Linked DNA regions of Sus scrofa: region 2 is linked to region 1. A link is a contact called in public Hi-C data. All regions are on one chromosome and are shown on one strand. The core of a region is the stretch at or near the end of the contact, and the rest is flanking DNA. Distances in the headings are between cores, read along the strand shown.

Evidence for each region. A called contact is a pair of places that touch in the nucleus more often than the background predicts.
Region 2: a Hi-C map of embryonic fibroblasts shows a contact between it and region 1, with 2.4 times the contacts expected there. The contact joins two enhancer-like sites. A contact is called at or near these places in 3 of 47 Hi-C or Micro-C datasets (embryonic fibroblasts, retroperitoneal adipose tissue and subcutaneous adipose tissue).

Annotation. Positions count from the first base shown.
Region 1 is chr4:89,118,569-89,121,679 of Sscrofa11.1, forward strand. The region is part of intron 1 of CFAP126 (protein Flattop); the gene reads left to right. Among named protein-coding and RNA genes, the nearest start is that of CFAP126, 12 kb to the left of the region's middle. Within about 2 kb of position 1,458, at least 12 of the 83 cell types and tissues checked have an H3K27ac peak or open chromatin away from gene starts, as enhancers often do. A contact at or near this core is called in embryonic fibroblasts, where this site is marked.
Region 2 is chr4:89,447,853-89,451,138 of Sscrofa11.1, forward strand. F11R (F11 receptor) reads left to right here. Exons shown (of 10, transcript NM_001128444.1): 10 at 1-37. The coding sequence ends at 11. Among named protein-coding and RNA genes, the nearest start is that of F11R, 24 kb to the left of the region's middle. Within about 2 kb of position 1,844, at least 15 of the 83 cell types and tissues checked have an H3K27ac peak or open chromatin away from gene starts, as enhancers often do. A contact at or near this core is called in embryonic fibroblasts, where this site is marked.

The sequences.
Region 1 (3,111 bases), core at 208-2,707:
ACACGTAACATAAAATTTACCATCTTAACTCTTTTAAAGTGCTGTTTAAACTACATTCATATTGTTATGCAACCATCACTGTTACCAATTTCCAGAATTCTCTTCATCTTGCAAAACTGAAACTTTGTAACTATTAAACAATAACTGATTCTTCCTGCCCCCCAGTAGAATTCTATTTTCTGTATCTATGATGTTTGATCACTCTAAGTACTTCATATAAATGGAATGTGTCTTTTTGTGATAGGCTTATTTAGCATATCTTCAGGGCTCATCCAATGCTCACCCAATGTTGTAGTAGTATGTCAGAATTTCACGATTTTCTAAGGCTGAAAATATTTCATTGTATAAGGCTCACGTTACTTTTTGTCACATTAAGAACCTTGGCCTTTAGCAACAAGTTTCTTATATTTTGCACTCAGGAAGGGTCACCACACCTAGGTAGGCCATTTTTTTCCCTCTAGGATCTCAATTCACCTCTTAAAGGGAGGAAGTGAGGCAGAACAGAGAAAGATGTGGCAATGGGCTGAAATGATTATTCAAATGAATAAGTTCCTGGACAGTATTCTCAGGCTAGACACGTAGGAGAGCTGAATTAAGGAGTTAGATTTTAGAGGACCAGAAAATGAACCTAAAAAACTAGGCTGTTTTTTAGTGTTCATTTCTTTTTGTATTCTTATGTAAAAACTGTAGAGGAGACTGAGATACATGCTGAGGTGGCAACCCTCAAAAGTTCTCTACAGAGGGTAAGACCACAGTGCGCCAGAGCATGGGAGGAAGAATGGCACATACTTTTAGAAATTGGAGCAGATGTGAGGAGAGGTTCTCCTCTAAAGGACTTTTCCTCAGTAGTTTCCGCTATGTGAGGTCAGATGAGACCTAGGATAGCCCAGAACACCAGGACTCTCCCCTCATACCCCCAGAGGCCACTTTCAATGTGGGCTAGTCTTTGACTCTCCTCTCCTTGCCAGGAACTGGGGAGCCTGTGCCAGGGCCTTTCCCCATGATCGGTCTCTGAGAAGGCAGAGCTTTCACACATCTGACCTTAATGGTCAGTGGGACTCTGGGAAAGTCCTGAGAGATGAGCGAGGTGCCTGAGTTCACCCCCATCACACCTTACCTGGCTCAGGAAAAATCACCCATCTACTCATCACTATTTCTGGCCAGAGTTTCTCCCTAAGGCAATGCCCTGGGGGGAGCTACTTCCCTGAGTACACAGTGATGTTGTCATATTAATCACGTCTTTCTGGGCAGAAGTGGTGGCAATCTTCCAACAGGAATTTGTAGTTCCTTCCCCATTCTGAGTTGAATAACCAAAGTTTCTTGGCTCTTAGAGCCTCTCATATCTCTCACCACCACCAGAAACCACACACACCCCCCACCCCTCACTTCCTTCTAAAATTTGCTTCTGTCCTTGACTCTTTGCTATCCCATCTTCCACTACGTCCTTCTTCTCATGACTCTAATACTTATGTAATTTAAGGATTTGGCAGCAAGAGACAGTCAGTGTAGGGTGTGGGGGGGACTAGTTGTAAAACTAATCTCCACTAGAGGGAGACTTAGCCTTAAGAAAGAAAACTGGGTATGAAATTTGTGATGTTGAGAGGGAGCAGAGGTATTAACTCATTTATATAGCGTTTGTATTTAGCCAACTATCTCTTTATAAAAAACTACTGTGATAATTTATTGGTTTATTTTAGGAATTACTTTTGTTTTTACTTAATTTTATTTTATAATTATGTAAAATATTTACATGGTTCTAAAATCAACTATGGGATTTCCTGCTGTGGTTCAGTGGTTTAAGGATCTGGCATCACTGCAGCTGCTGTGTGGGTCTCGGGTGTGGCTCGGATTTCATCCCTGACCTCTGGGGAATTTCCATATGCTGAGAGTGTGGGAGAAAGAAAGAAAGAAAGAAAGAAAGAAAGAAAGAGGGAGGAAGGAAGGAAACTCTGCAAAACAAGGTATATTCAAAGAAGTTTATCTTCTGCCCTTTTCCACTTTATTTAAAGTCTTTCCACTTTATTTTTTCTCTCTCCCTAAAGGGAGAAAAATATCTCTTATTTTTCCATCGTTTTTCTGTTAGAAACACATATTTATATCTGAACATAATAGGACACTACTCACATGTGCTACATCTTGCTCTTTTCACTTACAAGTATTTCTTGGAGATTGCTCCAGAGCAGCATCTTCCTCATTACTTTTTATGGCTGCATAGTACTCCATTGTGTGGAGATACCATGGTTATTACTGATAGACATTTGGGTTGTTTCCAGCCTGTAGCTGTTACAAATAATGCTACATTTAATAGTGCACATTTCTTTTCTTATTTATTTATTTATTTGCCAGAATAGCTTTGGGATAGATTTCTAGAAGTGGGATTGCTTAATAAAAAGACACTGAGGAGTTCCCCTTGTGGCTCAGTGGTAACTAATCTAACTGATATCCATGAAGAAGTGTGTTTGATCCTCCATCAGTGGGTTAAGGATCTGGCATTGCCGTGAGCTGTGGTGTAGGTTGTAGACGTGACTCAGACCTGCGTTGCTGTGGCTGTGGTATAGGGCACAGATATAGCTCTGATTTGACCCCTAGCCTGGGAACTTCCATATGCCAGGGTTGTGCCCCCCTCAAAAAAAAAGCCTGTTTCCTCACAGACTGACAAACAGAGCATGTTATCAAAGTTTTGGATGTATATACATACTCTCATATGCTATCTCCATTTTTAAAATTTCCATTAAAAAAAAAAAATCAGAAGGGAGTTCCCATTGCGGTTCAGTGGAAACGCATCCAACTAGAAATCATGAGGTTGCGGGTTCAATCCCTGGCCTTGCTCAGTGGGTTAAGGATCCCGAGTTGCCGTGAGCTGTGGTATAGGTTGCAGATGCAGCTTGGATCTGGCATTGCTGTGGCTGTGGTGTGGGCCAGTGGCTACAGCTCCAATTAGACCTCTAGCCTGGGATCTTCCATATGCCATGGGTGAAGCCCTAAAAAGAAAAAGAAAAAAAATTATGAGCAATGTTGAACATAATTTCATCTTTTTGTATTTCTTTCTCTGTGATATGCCTGATTATGCCCAGTTTTTTTCTATAGGGTTATTAGTATTTTATAAGTTTT
Region 2 (3,286 bases), core at 594-3,093, 330 kb after region 1:
TCTTGGTGTGACCCTGGTCCATGCATCGCCTGTCTCCTCTGTGCTTGCCTTACTCAGGTGCTACCAGACTCTGGCCCCTGATGTCTGTAGTTTCACAGGATGCCTTATTTGTGTTCTAGCCCCCACAAGGCCCCCCACTTTTATCTTAGAATGTTGTTTTTAATAATGTCAGCCCTGTGCCCCTTCCTCCTTCCCTTCCCTGCCCACCACTGCTGAGTGGCCTAGGACTTTTTAAAGCTTTCTTTTCCCATCCCTGTGAGGGATCACACAGATGTCCTGAGTGATGCCTGAAGACTTCCCTTCCAACTAGACCGCAAGAGTGGCGGGGCTCCCTCCCCCTGCATGTAGCAGTCCTCAGACAGAGCTCTGGATCCTGGTTCCTTGACTTTTTCTTCTTGTTGAGACGAAAGGTACCAGTACCTTTGAGGACTGGTACTGGCTGTTCTGGAGTGGAGACTGGAGACCGGAGCAGCTGCAGTGGTTGTTGGGTGATGACATCAAGTCTCTTCCACCTCTGCGGCCCACTCTCTTCTGTCTTCCCAAGGAAGTGCCACTGGGATCCTCCTGCTCCGTCCTCTTCCTAAACACATGCTGACTGACAGCAACCACACATCTGTAGGGAAAACAAGAGCCTTTGTTGTGGAGAACATAGTAAGCTTTCAGGGGACCGGGAGCAGAAGAATTACAGAAGAGAAAGCTGGAACTGGTAGCTCAAGCCATCACCCTTCCGCTGGCTGGAACAACTGGACTGACCCTTTTAAGATGTGTTTGCAGGGTGGTGGGAACATGGATAGTTGTCAGCTTTGCAGAGCGCACGTGTGTGCGTGCATGTGTGTGTGTGCGCGCGCTTGCGCGAGAGTGTGTGGTCTCTATGCTGAAGTCAAGTGTGTGTTGGAGGACTACTTATCTCTTTGGTGAGACTAGTTTTGTTGTGGGGACGGGAGAAATGAGGTTCCTGTGCTCCTTCTTAGTACAAACAGGAAAATCCCCAAAGCCCTGCTCTCCAGCAACCTGGGCTGGTCCCTGGCTCCCTGTGCCACTTCTGGTTCCTGCCTTACACTGGAGCTTCTGGACATTGGACCCTCATTCCAGAGTCCTCTTGTCACAGGAGGAGGGCACCCTGGGTAAAGCTGGTGCTGTGCTCCCAGTTATACTGGGTCTGATCCTCTCGGGGAGAGGAAGAGCACCCACCCTCCCACCTCGGCCAGCCCTCCCACCTGGGCCAACCAGATGCACAAGGAGGCTTCCCCCAGGCTGCAGGGAAAGCTGCTCCAGAGCCTGCGACAGGATGTCTCCCATCACTTGGAGAATCACTTCTTTAGTAGTAAAGTAGTGCTCCTGCTTTATTTGGTGGTGTAGGTGTGCGTGAGAGCAGCAATGAGCAAGGACGACCTGCCTGTCACTACGTCCCTCTCCCTACACAGACCCCTCTTTGCCCTCACATCTGTTTCTCCCTCTCCCCAGCACCCCTAGCCTATTTATTAACTGGCAAGAGGGCAAATAAGGGGTCTTCTAGGGTTGACTTTGCTTATGTCGGTGGAGGATACCAAGCGCCACTTTGCCATCATCTGCTCCCTTATCTGGAAATTCCTCGCAGAACTGAGCTTTCTTTGCATCAAGGATCCAGAAAGAAAAACAAAAACCAAATCAAACCGTCACACACCAATAAAAAGTAAACTTTCCAGATGGAGGTAATATCTAATTAGGCAATAAAAGTAGAGACTGTGACACGGTTCAGTAAGAATGAGATTTTTGAAGTATGTTTCAGTTTTGTATGGTGGCTGGGAGACGGGGTGGGAGGGATGTGAAAGAAAGAGCACAGGGAAGCAGAGGTGAATCATTGCTCCTGTATGTCTGAGGCGAATGGTCCCTCCCTCCCTAGGTCACTGTGAGGAGTATGAGTCAGTTGTTACCAGCCTTGGAATTTACCTCCCCAGCTTGCAACAGCCCCTATGAGTTGAAAAACACCTTGTCTGCTTTCATTTTAGAATGTTAAAACTAATTTTTTTGTAATAAATGTTTATTTTTCACATTGAGTTTGTTGAAATCCTGAAGTTCTATATTAAAAGAATTGGGACTTTCAGAGTGACTTTGGACATTCAAAAATCTTACCTGTAGGAGTTCCCGTCGTGGCGCAGTGGTTAACGAATCCAACTAGGAACCATGAGGTTGCGGGTTCGGTCCCTGGCCTTGCTCAGTGGGTTAAGGATCTGGCGTTGCCGTGAGCTGTGGTGTAGGTTACAGACACGGCTCGGATCCCGCGTTGCTGTGGCTCTGGCGTAGGCTGGTGGCTACAGCTCCGATTCAACCCCTAGCCTGGGAACCTCCATATGCCGCGGGAGCGGCCCAAGAAATAGCAACAACAACAAAAGACAAAGGCCAAAAAAAAAAAAAAAAAAAAAAAAAATCTTACCTATAGTCTTTTTTTTTTTTTTTTTTTTTTGATCTTTTTAGGGCCATACCTGAGGCATATGGAGGTTTCCAGGCTAGGGGTCAAATCAGAGCTGCAGCTGCCAGCATATGCCACAGTCTCAGCCACAGCCACAACAACTCGGGATCTGAGCCACCTCTTCAACCTATACTGTAGTTCACACCAACACCAGATCCTTAACCCACTGAGTGAGGCCAAGGGTCAAACTCATATCCTATGGACACTAGTTGGGTTTGTTAACCACTGAGCCACGAAGGGAACACTCCCTGTAGTCTTAGAGATGACCTACAGAGTCTCGAAGTGACATTTCAACTGAACTTACTATCAGCCTGTACTTGGGATGATTCAAATGGACATTTCCTACATTAAAGGGAAGCCTGGGGGTTGGGGAATGAGGCAATTCCATAGAAATTAGTGTTTTAGACATGAACCCACCCTGATCAGGGATAAAATGATGGCATATTAAGAGTGTGTTTGTTGTCCCTGTCTTTTTTTTTTTTTTTTTTGCTTTTGCTTTTTAGGGCCACATATGGTAGGACACATGGAAGTTCCTAGGCTAGGGGTCAAATCGGACCTGCTACTGCAGGTAGCCTATGCCACAGCAACACAGGATATGAGCCGAGTCTGCAACCTACACTGCAGCTCACAGCAATACTGTTCCTTAAGCCACTGAGCAAGGCCAGGGATCCAACCCACGTCCTCATGGATACCAGTCAGATTTGCTACTGCTGAGCCCCAATAGGAACTCCGAGTTTCTTTTTTTTTTTTTTTTTTGTCCCTGTCTTAAGATCTGTGGATCAAGGCCAAGGGAGGGGAAAAATGGGAAGTAGGGTTGGTCCATTTGTGAATGAGGGG